2 separate regions of the Gossypium hirsutum genome follow, and region 1 is linked to region 2. Evidence: chromatin contacts called from public Hi-C data. All regions are on one chromosome and are shown on one strand. The core of a region is the stretch at or near the end of the contact, and the rest is flanking DNA. Distances in the headings are between cores, read along the strand shown.

Evidence for each region. A called contact is a pair of places that touch in the nucleus more often than the background predicts.
Region 1: a contact with region 2 is called in a Hi-C map of fibers, with 3 times the contacts expected there. The contact joins two enhancer-like sites. A contact is called at or near these places in 2 of 34 Hi-C or Micro-C datasets (fibers and leaf).

What each region holds. Positions count from the first base shown.
Region 1 is chrA01:95,556,881-95,563,556 of Gossypium_hirsutum_v2.1, forward strand. It overlaps LOC107916626 (ATP-dependent DNA helicase Q-like 5), which reads right to left. Exons shown (of 21, transcript XM_041109657.1): 21 at 4,398-4,570. Among protein-coding and RNA genes, the nearest start is that of LOC107916626, 18 kb to the right of the region's middle. Within about 2 kb of position 5,086, at least 5 of the 9 cell types and tissues checked have an H3K27ac peak or open chromatin away from gene starts, as enhancers often do. A contact at or near this core is called in fibers, where this site is marked.
Region 2 is chrA01:95,302,132-95,308,864 of Gossypium_hirsutum_v2.1, forward strand. It overlaps the pseudogene LOC107917104. Among protein-coding and RNA genes, the nearest start is that of LOC107916900, 17 kb to the left of the region's middle. Within about 2 kb of position 2,605, at least 6 of the 9 cell types and tissues checked have an H3K27ac peak or open chromatin away from gene starts, as enhancers often do. A contact at or near this core is called in fibers, where this site is marked.

The sequences.
Region 1 (6,676 bases), core at 3,836-6,335, 260 kb after region 2:
TCACTTGAAACTTGGCAGCACTATCTAAGACCGAAGGAGTTCGTGATTCACTCCGATCATGAAGCACTTAAGTTTATTAAAGGTCGGCATAAACTCAACAAATGACATGCGAAATGGGTCGAGTATTTAGAATCATTTTCCTACGTCATCAAATACAAGAACGGTAAAGAAAATGTAGTGGCTGGTGCCTTGTCACGGAGGTATACCTTATTGACTACTCTTGATTCTAAGTTACTTGGTTTTTACCATATGAAAGAGTTGTATGTTAATGATGAAGATTTTGGAACTATATATGCTGCTTGTGAAAATGGTTCTTTTGAGAAATTTGTCAGGCACGAAGGGTTTCTTTTTAAAGAAAATAGGTTGTGTATACCAAAAGGCTCCATTCGAGAGTTACTTGTGTTGGAGGCGCATAGTGGTGGCCTGATGGGACACTTTGGAATAAGTAAGACATTGTCGACCCTCCATGAACATTTTACTAGCCGCGAATGTGGAGAGACGTGGAGCAGATCTGTGAACGCTGCCTAATTTGTAAACGAGCTAAGTCGAAGGTCTAACCTCATGGACTTTACACACCACTTCCCATTCCCGACACCCGTGGACCGATGTTTCTATGGATTTTATTCTTGGATTGCCGAAAACTAAGACAGGGAAAGGCTCAATCTTTGTTGTAGTCGATAGATTCTCTAAAATGTCACATTTTATTTCTTGTGCTAAAACTGATGACGCTGTGCATATTGCTAATTTGTTTTTTAGGGAAATTGTACGATTGCATGGATTACCAAGAACGATCGTTTCCAATCAATATACAAAGTTCTTGAGTCATTTTTGGCGGACATTATGGGGAAAACTTGGGACGAAATTATTGTTTTCAACCACTTGTCATCCCCAAACGGATGGCCAAACCGAGGTGGTAAACTGAGTTTTGTCAACTTTGTTGCGAGCGTTGGTACGAAAGAACCTCAAGACGTGGGAAGAATGCTTACCCCACATCGAGTTCGCTTATAACCGCTCTGTTCACTCGGCAACCAAATTTTCTCCTTTTGAGACTGTTTATGGATTTAATCCTCTTACTCCTCTTGATTTATTACCTTTTCCTATTGATCAATTTATTCATACAGATGCAAGGAAAAAGGCTGAATTTGTCAAGGAACTACATAGGAAAGTTCGAGAGAATATTGAATCTCGAACCGAGCAATACATCCAACGAGCCAACAAAGGACGACAAAGAGTTGTATTTGAACCCGGAGACTGGGTCTGGGTCCACATGCGAAAAGAGAGGTTTCCGGCTCAACGAAGATCAAAATTGATGCCGCGACAAGACGGTCCCTTTCAAGTCATAGAGTGAATCAATGAAAATTCGTATAAGCTTGACTTGCCGGGTGAGTACAATGTTAGTGCTAGTTTTAATGTCTCTGACCTGACTCCTTTCGATGTAGATACTGACTTGAGGACAAGTAAATTTCAAGAGGGGAAGGATGATACGATCACGCTTTCCCATAAGTTAAGTCCGAGCCAAGATCCGATGGTGCTACCTCAAGGATCGATCACAAGGGCTCGTGCAAAACAATTTAAAGAAGTTGTTATAGCTTTAGTTCAGCAAATGTGGGATGATGTCAATGCTAGACCTACCGAACTAGCTGGTGGCAACTTTAAGAATCCATGCCGAACTCTTCTACAAGTTCATTTCAGCTCACTGAGTTCACCTCCAGTTCAAGTTAGCTCCCATGCAGCTCAACACCAGTTTATTAGCTCGGATTCAGCTCATCCCAGTTCCACAGCTCGGGACCAGCTCATTATCAGTTCACCAGTCTAAGCCCAGCTCGGGTTTAGCTCATGAATTAAACATCAGCTCGTGGAGTTCACTTTGACTTTATTTGACTATTATTGACTTTTTATTTAATAAGTTCAATAATTAGTTAATTAATATCCCACATATTAAATTTAGTTCACATTAGTTTTATTAAATATGTCTTAAAAGTGTTTATTGATGATAATTAAATTTGTCATAACCGAATTTAATGTTGATATTTTGTTCACATTAGCTTGAATTAATTCTGTTCACATTTCTTGTAGGAACACAATGGACTTGAATCTCCTAGGTGCATGTTCGGCTAAGTGCATGTATGATCACATTCAATGTTTTCAAGGTTCATGAATGTTTCCATTCATGTATGGTGTGCTATCTCTTCATTTTTCAAGGTGACCATTCGGCCAAAGGACACCCTCACATGCATGAAGATAGCTTGGCCGATTAGCTTCCCCATGAATATCCTTAATTCGTTTCACATCTATGTTCACATGGCAAGACTTTTCGGCTCATCTTTTTCACACTAGAAGACTCTTCAACATTCGTTTTTCACACATATGTTGGCCCTTGGAGTATCCACAATTAATTCATAATTTTTGGCCAAACATTGCTTCATTTAACAAGGTTGGCCAAACCTTACAAGTGACCATTGGACATCATGCACTCATTTTGTTTTTCTTAAGCATGAAGGTGCATTCATCCACCATTCCCATAGCCAAATCTAGTCATGCACATTAAGAGTTAATGTTTCTAGAATTTTCTTTTAATTAAATTGTAGTATGAAAGGCCAATCGGCTACCTAGACTTTAGGCCTATAAATACTTGTTCATTTTCGATGTAAAGGGACTTTTGAAACTTTGTTAATGTTATGCTGCCGAAATTATGAGGCAAACTTTTCTTATATTTCGTTCAAAGATTCGATTGGCGTTCCTAGCGTTCTAGTTGTGTCAACCGTGTTCTTTGTCGAACCTGAACTTATCACTATCCGTAGTGTGGCGTTCAACATACCGAGGTTCCTATCTTGTTGGATAGTGGGTCGAGGTTCCCTTTTCCAAACCTAAACCGAACAAAAATAAAGCGCATATAAATAACGAGTCGATACCAAATCGGTATTGGTTCTTGTTTGCATTCTTTGATCGATCCCATTTCTTTCTTAACCCAAACATACCAAAAATCGACCATGTCGTGCCATTACATCTAAACCATTTCTTTCAGACACCTTTCTTCTCAACCCCGACTTCTGTTTTTAAAAATTTCTAAACTAAGTTAACGTTACTTCTCGTAGACGATCGGGCATTTCACATACGACTCGACTCACCTCGAGACGGATCGTATCAAAATCTTACAGTCAAATATTACACACGGGATGGGAATAGAAAGAAATAAACATTTAGCGAAACGGGGTTTATCCACCTCGCTTTCTCTCAAGTGGCTGACATTACATCAGTTCAATGTCCTCACTCCATTATTGTAACTTGGAAATCCGAGCTTTGCCAAGACTAATACGACAGCTGAAGTTTCAGTCACCAAATCTGCATATTGAAAATCTTGTTCAAAAAGTTGAGGCTACATCTATTATTTTGATGCTCTCTAATAAATCCATTACAAATTAACTTATGGCTAGAACCTTTGATAACTGGTTGCAGGATTTTACTTGAGCCATTCTATAACATTATACTTTTGCATATTTACAGCGAAAGCCACGGTTGGCATAAGCATTGTGAGTAGTACAGAATGAAATATCAAAAAAATTTATGAATAATTTTAAATATTATATAAAAACTATCTTCTAAATTTCTTAGGAATGTTTCAAATGACTTTGTTGTCTATCATGCCACACCAAACTTTATGGCGATGCCTGTAGTACCTGATAAAGCAAACTTTCCTATTTTCAAACCTATTATTTAGTTTATGAATGAATGCACTTTATTTGACAAAAAATAAGAATTTAAAAGAACGATATTCTCTTAAACTAATGAAATCGATCTTAACCTTAGTTAATGGTATATAAAACTTAAATTTCTTTTAATTACTTCCTTTGGATAAAAAAGTTTTAGAAAAAATTGAAAATTTTGCTTGACACAAAATATAAAATTAATTAATTACAAAGATTAAATATGAGTTATTTGAATTGATTTTGTTTAAAATAATTTTAAAACATAAAATAAATTTTAAAATTTAAGAGAATAATTTAATTAATTTTAATATTATAATAACAAATTGATTAACACTATCTAATAAAAAATTTTCAATAATTTACTTAATTAATTTTCATACTTTGAAATTTAGAATTTCAATATTAAAAAGAAAAATAAAATTTTAAAACCTCCAACAAGAGAATAAACAAGTGCAATTTAACAATTTACAATGCATCATTTTAATTTCTACCTTTCACTTTAATCTTTAGTGTTTTTTACCCAAATTAATATTTTTTTTAAAAATGGATGACCAAAATGAAAATGTCATAAAGTTGAGTGACTAACTAGACTAATTTACCCAACAAAAAGTTACTAATAATTCCATGCAAAGCACTGAGTTTAATTATTATATGCTGGATATTATCCAGATTCCTTTCCATTCATTTATTATATTCAGAGGCCTGTTAAGGAATTTTTTCATAGATGCATATAAATCCTAATAAAAATAAAGAAATAAAACCAACTATTACGACTTCAGCTCCCTCCTCCAACAGTATCCATCCTCTCATAAAGGGAGAAGTGCCAAGTAAATAACTGTAAACCTTTCCTCAACCTTAGCAGGCTGCAGATAACAGAAGATTGAAAATTCAAATGTCAAATTAGATTATTTCCTGTAATAATGGATAATTAAATGCAGAACTACTATCAGTTTTGAATATCTAATATTTCATCCTAATAATTTCACTATCATTTCAGTGAATTGGGTCTCTCCTTTTTCTTTTAAGTTGTGTTTGTTTAACATTTTCCAATATTTGTTTAGCTGAAAATAATTTCCCACTGTAACACCTTTTACAAAACACGGGAAAAAAATATTTCTTTTAAGAAAATGTTTTACAGATTTTATTTTGGTAGGAAGTTTTCCAAAGTTTTTCCCTTTACCACTAAACTTAACTTGAAGCCTCTTCCCCTTCCCCCTTCCCCCATCCTTGTCACTCTAATCTACTCATTGCCGTCAGCCAGCAACGATTTCACAAATACAAAGTACCAAAACAAAAGAGTGAAGAAAGAGACTAAACAACCCCTCTTCTCAGACTCTGTCTCCGACCTTGCAATAGCTGAACAATCACCACTAACCCCCTTCCCAGAATGTTGTGTCGAGCATCAATGCTATTGGCCCGTCGACCCATTTTGGTAGCAAGGGCTCAACCCTTCTCCACTGATCTGCCAGTGGCTCCCTCTGTGGATGCCACATTCAAGGAGGCGTGGACTAAAGTGATCCCCAATATAAACCCTCCTAAAACTCCTCTCTTTTATACAACCTCGTCCTCCCACTCTTTTCTCCATCCCTTCCAAACTCACTATTAATTTCGTCCTTCCTTAGGCTTCTGAGTTGACTGCCAAAGAGGTAACATTTGGGTTTTTTTTTTTTAAATTCTATTTGGGATATTTCTGATTTGTCTTCAATTTTGTTTTCTAGGATTAGGATTGTGGAAATGAATATTTTCATGCTATTCTCCGGTACATGGCAAAATGTCAAAATATTTATTTTTGCTAAAATTATGTTAGTTGTTTTTTTCGATAGAATGCAATGCCAATTACTTTTATTTTGTCTTATCTGTTTGTAATGGTGATGATCTGAATGGGTCTCTAATTGTATGGTGTTATTGTTCATTTCAAACGTTTGCCCTATACAACTCTTATTGGTGAATTTATCCAATAATGATACCATTCAATGCAATCTTTAAATTGGGTTACAAATTTTAAAACAAAATTAAATTCCCTAAAAGACAAGACAACCAATTGTGGTATTGCACTGCAATTTAGAGTATATTCGTATTACCTTTGCTGATTTTCATATTCAGAAGCTAATTATAGGATATCTGTTAGCTACAGCTCTTTTATCCCAAAAGAAATGTCTGTTTTCATATTTGTTGTCTACTTCTTGTCAATGCCAATTCTGCTACTCCTTTTAAATGAAAAAGTTAATGGCCATATTAGGCTTATTTGATTGTGAGGTCGTTGGGAATGCACTTAAAAATATAGTGACACTGATAACTAGTGTCCTTAAAATCCTTGAGTAGACAAATAAAAAGTGAGGGTTGTATTTTTATTAACATTTGCTATCCTACTTTACTTCATGCACTTCCACGCCTTGCTGTCATGATATTTCTAAGCATTCACTCGAATACTTAGAGCATTTATTTTAGAAAATTGGATTTGCTTATATAAAACTCATCTGTTCGAATTTTAATTCCACAGTATTCCTTATTATGCTATATATATTTTTATTTAATTTTCAAAAGCATTTACCTTGCTCTGAATTTTGGACATTGAATGGAACCTCATAATTTTGCACAAAGATAATTAATTTTAGCTCATGGGCATAGATTAGTAATGAAGGAAAAGATGTAATTCTAAAGGATTGCACCTAACTACCAAAACTACTATCTATCTATCACTTATATTTGTTCCTTGATGGATGATAATAATACTGATACTTGATCAAGTTTGCTAATCCTTGCTATGATTTGATTCCACTATTCAAATATTTTTCTTCCATTATGTCTTTATTTCTTTTAATAGGTTCCAACACCAAAGGCCATTAAGAAATCTCCTATTATTCTCAAAATGTAATTCTTCCTTTTAAATGGGTCACTCAAGTGACAAAGTTAACTACTGATTTTTTTTTTTTTATTTTTGCATAAATACCACTTTTTATTTATAAGGG
Region 2 (6,733 bases), core at 1,355-3,854:
TTCCCTTGAAGAAGAACTGTCAAATAAAACTATTTGCACTATTTCGGTTTATTCTGAGGATGATGAAGAATCAGATTACTCTGATTTTCATATGATGCAAGCTCAGGCTCAAGTACAAAATCATCAAGACAGATCTATACCAGTTCCTGAAATACCTGTCAAAGTCTATTTAGACAAATATAGTAAACCTATTACTAAATTGCCTTTATAGACACAGGGGCTGCTGAAACAATCATGAACCCAGACATATTACCATCAGATTGGTGGAAGCCTCATATCAGGTATTTCAATTCTACAACTGATCACCCTTTTGCTACTCATTTGATTAGCAAACTTATTACTGTTCAGTTTTTCCCAGGATGTGTTAAAACTACAGTATTAGGTTTAAAATTCAGAGGAAAAGATATTGTAGTAGGTTTTGACCTCTACACAAAAGCTCAGCATTTAAGAATTTTTCCTGATGGAGTTAGATACAAAAATCTGTTCCAACCCTTTGTAAATATATCCAAGCTCTTTTCCATCCAGACAGAAAAAATCCTTCAAACTATTCAAGAATTAAAAGAAAAGTTTTGTGCAAATTCTCATTCAGAATTCTTGCTCAAATGCCCAAATCCTTTGTGAAAAAACTCCAAGTTTTTTATTACTCTCCCTTTCAAGAAAAATGAAGACATCAATCCCACTAAGGCCAGCCATACGGGGATGAATCCAGATCATTTGTTGTTAGCAGAACAAGAATGTAAAGAACTTCAACAATAGGATATGATTGAACCATCAAATTGTCAATGGGCATGTGAAGCATTTTATGTGAACAAAAGGTCAGAACAGATAAGAGGAAAATTAAGATTGGTCATCAATTACCGACCTCTTAATTATTTCCTCCAAGATGATAAATTTCCTTTGCCAAATAAAAATTCTCCTTTTTCTAGCTTGGCAAAAGCAAGAGTATTTTCCAAGTTTGATCTCAAAGCAGGCTTCTGGCTATTAGGAATTCATCCAGAAGATAGAGCAAAAACAGGATTTTGCATTCCTAACAAACATTTTCAATGGAAAGTTATGCCTTTTGGATTGAAAACCGCTCCCTCTTTGTTCCAAAAAGCAATGATAAAAATTTTGAAGCCTTTAATGGAAGTAAATTATTTTTTTTGCATGCTAAATTAACTGACCTAAAACGTAAATTATCTCTTACAAAAATTTAATAGAATTAGAATGTTCATTCAACACCTACATTGAAAACCAAATAGGCATAATAATTTATTTGGCTTTTTAATTTTGATAAAAAGTCGTTTTATTTAATTTTTCATTTTTTAAAGTTATTAAATTTGTTTTATTTATCAAATCATCCCAAAATTGATAATTTTTTTTAAATTTTACTAATGTGACATACACGTGAATTATCACGTCAACAATTAATTAAAATTTTAAATTCAAAAAATTAAAAAAATATAAAAATTATTTTAAAATTAAAATTATTAAAAAATAAAAAATATATATTTTTAATATCTTTAAATTTAAAAAAAAATCATTAATTGTTCATATGACAATCACATTTGGCAACATCAATAAAATTAGCAAACATTTACTTTTCATCTATTTTTAATGTTTTAATAATTGGTGTAAGGAAAAATTAAATAAAACACTAAAATAATTTTTTTTATAAAATTAAAGGATAAAAGAATCATTATGGCAACTAGTGGAAACAAAAATAATGGAAGTCACATACGGAATAACAGCAGCCTCCACGACATCTGGATGACAATTAAGCAAATGCTCCAATTCAGTTGGGGCAACTGTTCCATCAATGCCCAATCTATTACCATTATCTTTTTAAAAAAGCCCTTAAAAGTGAATGAAGAATGATTACACATGATGTGTAACCTGATTTTAAAGAAAAATACAATGTAAAATGATATAAATAGTTCTTACAATCAGCTTATTTGCCATAATTATGGAAAGCTCAAGAAACCAACCTGGTAGCCTTTGTATTTGATCAACTCCTTGATCCTATCAACAAAAAACAGATAGCCTTGATTATTTATATAGCAAAGATTGCCCGTTCTTAACCATCCCTCCCTATCCAAAACAGCAATAGTCGCCTCTTCATCATCAACGTAACCTTAACCACAAATCAAACATATGTAAATTAACCAAGGAATTGAAGACACTAGAGTAAGTATTTGATATCAATGTAACCAAATTCATAATTACCCTTCATTACTTAAGCCCCTCTAACCCAAAGCTCCTATGGTTTCATAGGAGGCAAAGCAGACCGATTTCAGGATCCACCACTTTGGCTTCACAATTTGCCATTAGCTTCCCTGTCGCACCCTCTATTCGGGTTTCATCCGGACCCAATGAGACAAACACTCGCCCTGTTGTCTCAGCCAGCTCGTATGACTTTAAATAATGATAATGAAATCATCGATTAATGAATTAGCAGCCTAATTAAGTAATTGAAAAGGTGTTTAAGTTTTACCTGTGCCAGCTGAACTTTGGGCAATCGATTTTTCAACCTCTCTTTTGTACTTTTACTCAAATGAGCTCCTCCGTAGATGACAACTTCAAGGGAGCTCAAATCATAGCCGTCCATTACCTCAGCATCCCCATCCATAGTTATAACCAAAGGTGGAGCCAGTGCCAACTGGCTAACCCTATACTCTTCGATGACACTGTTCATTTTTCTCATATCAAATCTCCGATTTCCACCCGTTATCACCAAGCACTCCCTCGACGTCATAAGCCTCAAATTGAGCACTACCCCATAAGCGTGAAATAACGGAATCGTACAATAGCCGACCATCTGGATCATCCTCACCGGACGTATCCCTCCAACAATATTGGCTATCCAGTTACGGTGTGTCAGTGCAACTCCTTTAACCGGACCAGTCGTGCCGGATGAGTAGAGAATCGTGGTGACATCTGATTGCTTAACTTCGATTACTGCTCGTTCCTTTTTTTTCCGCGTTGAGTTTCCATTAACGACTCGAATTCAACCGAGTCTATATTAACGATCCCGTGTCTAAGCAAAGGGAGTTTATGAGCTGAATCAGATGAGGCAAAAGCTATTACCAGCTTTGAAAGCCAGATTTGGTGTTGAATCTCGGGAACCTTGGCGGCTGGATTGATGGGAGAGATGACGACGCCTAGAGAGAAGAGAGACAAGTAAAGAATCGAAGTGTAAATATTGTTATGGGAGAAAACAAGAGCACAATCGCCTTTGGAGAGGCCGAATTGGGCGCTGAGTGAGGAGGCTAGATTTTCTAAGAGTAAGATAAGTTCGGGGTACAGGACCCGGCAGCACGTGTTAGCGTCAAGGATTGCGGCAGCGGTGGCAGAGGGTGGAGAGGAGTTAAGGAGGGAGAAGATGAAGTCGGTAAGTGAAACAGGAGCTGGTTCTGGCGGAAGTGGAACGGGAGGTCAGAGGCTATGGAACGTCATTGTTTTAGAGCAGAAGCCGGAGTTAGGATCGATGGCAGTCGCCATTTGAAATTGGAATGGCTTTTTTATTTCGAGATTTTGAAGAAATGGAGCGTCGATAAGCTTATGCTTTTTCGGACATCTAAATCATTTTCGTTATAATAAGATAAAGAAAGCTGAAAGAGAATTAATAATATTTTAGTAAACTATTAAAATAGTTATTTTTAATTGCCTGAAGTTATATTTTAGTTATTTATATTTAAAATGTTATGTTTTAATCATGAGATTTTTTACGTAAATAATATAAAAAATAAAATTAATAACTGAAATGGCGTGCCATGAGATTATTTACCAAAATGGTATGGTTTTACTGGTGCCACCTGTTAAATTGATAGCACCGGTCTGAAATGTAATGATCTAAAGTATTCAGGGACCTTATATGCAAATTTTTCATTTTGAGTGGCTACTGGAAAAAAAGGTAAGAAGGTGCCGCCTGACAGTGTGTTGGCGCTAAACCTTAAATGTGACTAATTGCCTTGTAAACCCTTCTTATATATTATTTTTTTAATCCCCTTCAACTCACTACATTGTGTTTAAACAAGCCCTTAATTTATTTTTTGTAGTTAAACAAGCTATTATCCTATGATTTTTACTCATAAAGGCCCTTTATTTTAATATTAAAGTAAATATATTTTGAGTTTCAAGCTCTTATCTTAATTTCTTATTGATGCAATAAAAATTATATACACTTTAACATCAACATAAAATCAAAAAAAGTAATCAAAAATTTCAAAAGAGTAGTTAAGAATGTCAAGTATATAAGCACTCTCAAGAAATTCTAAAATTTTATTTTTTATTTAATAAACTATTTTCAATAAAATTCACATCAACATAAAAATGCGAATTAGTTTATATTTTTAAAATAATTTTACTTTAATATTAAAATTTAGGACTTTCATGGGTAAAAATCTTAGTTTAAGGGCCTATTTAACTACAAAAATGGTATAAAAGCTTGTTTAAACAAAGTATAATAGTTTAAGCGCTTTTTAGTATATTAACCTTCCATCTATGTTTTCATTGGCTCTAATGCAAGTGCCAGGTTCAACAACATAGAGTCTAGCACGGCTAATATACTAAAAAGCCCTTTAATATGGGTAAAATATATTTACTTTAATATTAAAATAAAGGAATTTTATGAGTAAAAATCATAAGTTAAGGGCTTATTTAACTACAAAAATAGGTTAATCGCTTGTTTAAACACAATGTAGAGTTGAAGGGGAATAAAAGGAAAATAATAAATAAGGAGGGTTTACAAAGCAATTACCACATTTAAGGTTTGGAGTTGACACACTATCAGGCGGCACCCTTTCATCTTATTTTTCTAGCAACCACTCAAAATAAAAAAATTGCATATCAGGTCCCTAAATACTTTAGATAATCACATTTCAGTTTAGTGCCGCCAATTTGACAGGCGACACTAGTAAAACCATACCATTTTGGTAAATAATCTCATGGGCATGCCATTTCAGTTATTAATTTTATTTTTTGTATTATTTAGGTAAAAAGGTCTTTAATCATGTTATCGTATTATAATATTTTAGTCATTGAGCCGTTAATTATCGTTAACAATGTAACAATAAGCTAATCTAACATATTAAACCATCATTTCAAATGAAAATTTTAGGTTAAATTCTACAATCGGTTCCTATATTTTTTTATTTTGAGCAATTTTTTTTCATTTTGTTCTTTTAACTTTCCTTTTTTTTCTTTATTCTTCATTCTCTTTTGCTTCTTTCTTTGTTTTCTTCCATTCTCCATTTCTCTTAATATAATTTTTCTGTGTTTTCCATATGTTAAAACTAGTCCCTAACTTTTTTTTTGAACAATTTAATTTTTTTTATTTCTTTATTTTCATTTTCTTCTTCCCCTTTATTTTTCTCTCTTCTCATATTCTTCATTGCAGAAACATAATCTTTATCCACCAAATAAACCAAGTCCTTATTTCTTTCACATGATTCCTAAATTGAATTTCACTCAAAACTGAATACCAATCATTCTTAATTAAATCTCGACTTGAATATAACCTAAATTTGAAAATAAAATTGGAATTAACTAATCGATATAAAAAACCATATCATTAATCAAATTTAAACATAAATTGAATTTTTTATATTCAATGCAAATTTAAAAGAAAAACTATGTTAAAAGGACCAATGATTACAAGGTCGCGAGGATGGTGCAATTCAATAAAAGTGACTCTTGGAGAAAAACCACTAAGCTTCCTCCTTATCTTAGGTTTATATTTCAAATTTTTCTACCATCTAATGCATAGGCGAGGCTATAGTGAGCTTGCTGGTGGGGTTTTACATTGGGCAATGCCTCCACGAATTGAATTGGGACTGAGGAATAGGATTGTGGGTTTTTGTTATACCTAGCTTTATTTGATAATTTATTTTGATATAACAAATTAAAATGTTTTTAAATAAAAGTTAAAATTGAACAAAATTAGAAAATGATAAAATCGAGTTAAAATGGTTTCAATTGAGTTAAACATTTTCAATCATGTTAAAAGAGTTTTAGAACAAGTTAGTATTGTTCCATGCCAAAAAGTATCGAGTATCAATAATTTTCAAAATATCAATACATTTTCTAAAATTGATGCCAAATTGACATTTTGTTTTCAATCAATTACAAAAACTATCAATACCTTTTACCAAGTATCAATAAATTGTCTTTGGTATCTGTAACATCCCCAAAAATTTTTAGAGTCTTGAACAGTGATAAAGATATAATAAATTAGTCCAAATTTTGAGAAAGTCAAAAATTGGAAATTTAAAGAGTTATGAGATAGAAAAGATAGGTACATAAGATATTTGGGAAAGTATAAATATTAATATGATTTTTCGGGAACCAATTAAATTAACGGAAGGTATTAGGACAAGGTTAGAAAATTAGAAATTAAATTGATGAAAAAGGAGGAGGGACTAGAGGTGAAAATATACCGAAAGGAAACATGACACATGGGTGGTATTATAGAATAAATGAAAGAGTAAAATGGTAATGAAAAACTAATGGCTTAATTGTAATTAAGTGGAAAGGGCAAGATGATAAATAACATAAAAAGATATTTTTGTATAGATAAATTGACGGAGAAGTCTAGAAAAATGGAGAAAGAAAAGGATAAAAAGCTTATAAAAGCCATCAATCATGGTGCTTCACTAAATACAAATCAATTAATCTAGTTTTTCCTAGATTTCTTCATGATTTGTGAGTGAAATCAATGGAGAGGAATAATAATTACATTAATTTCATGAGAAGA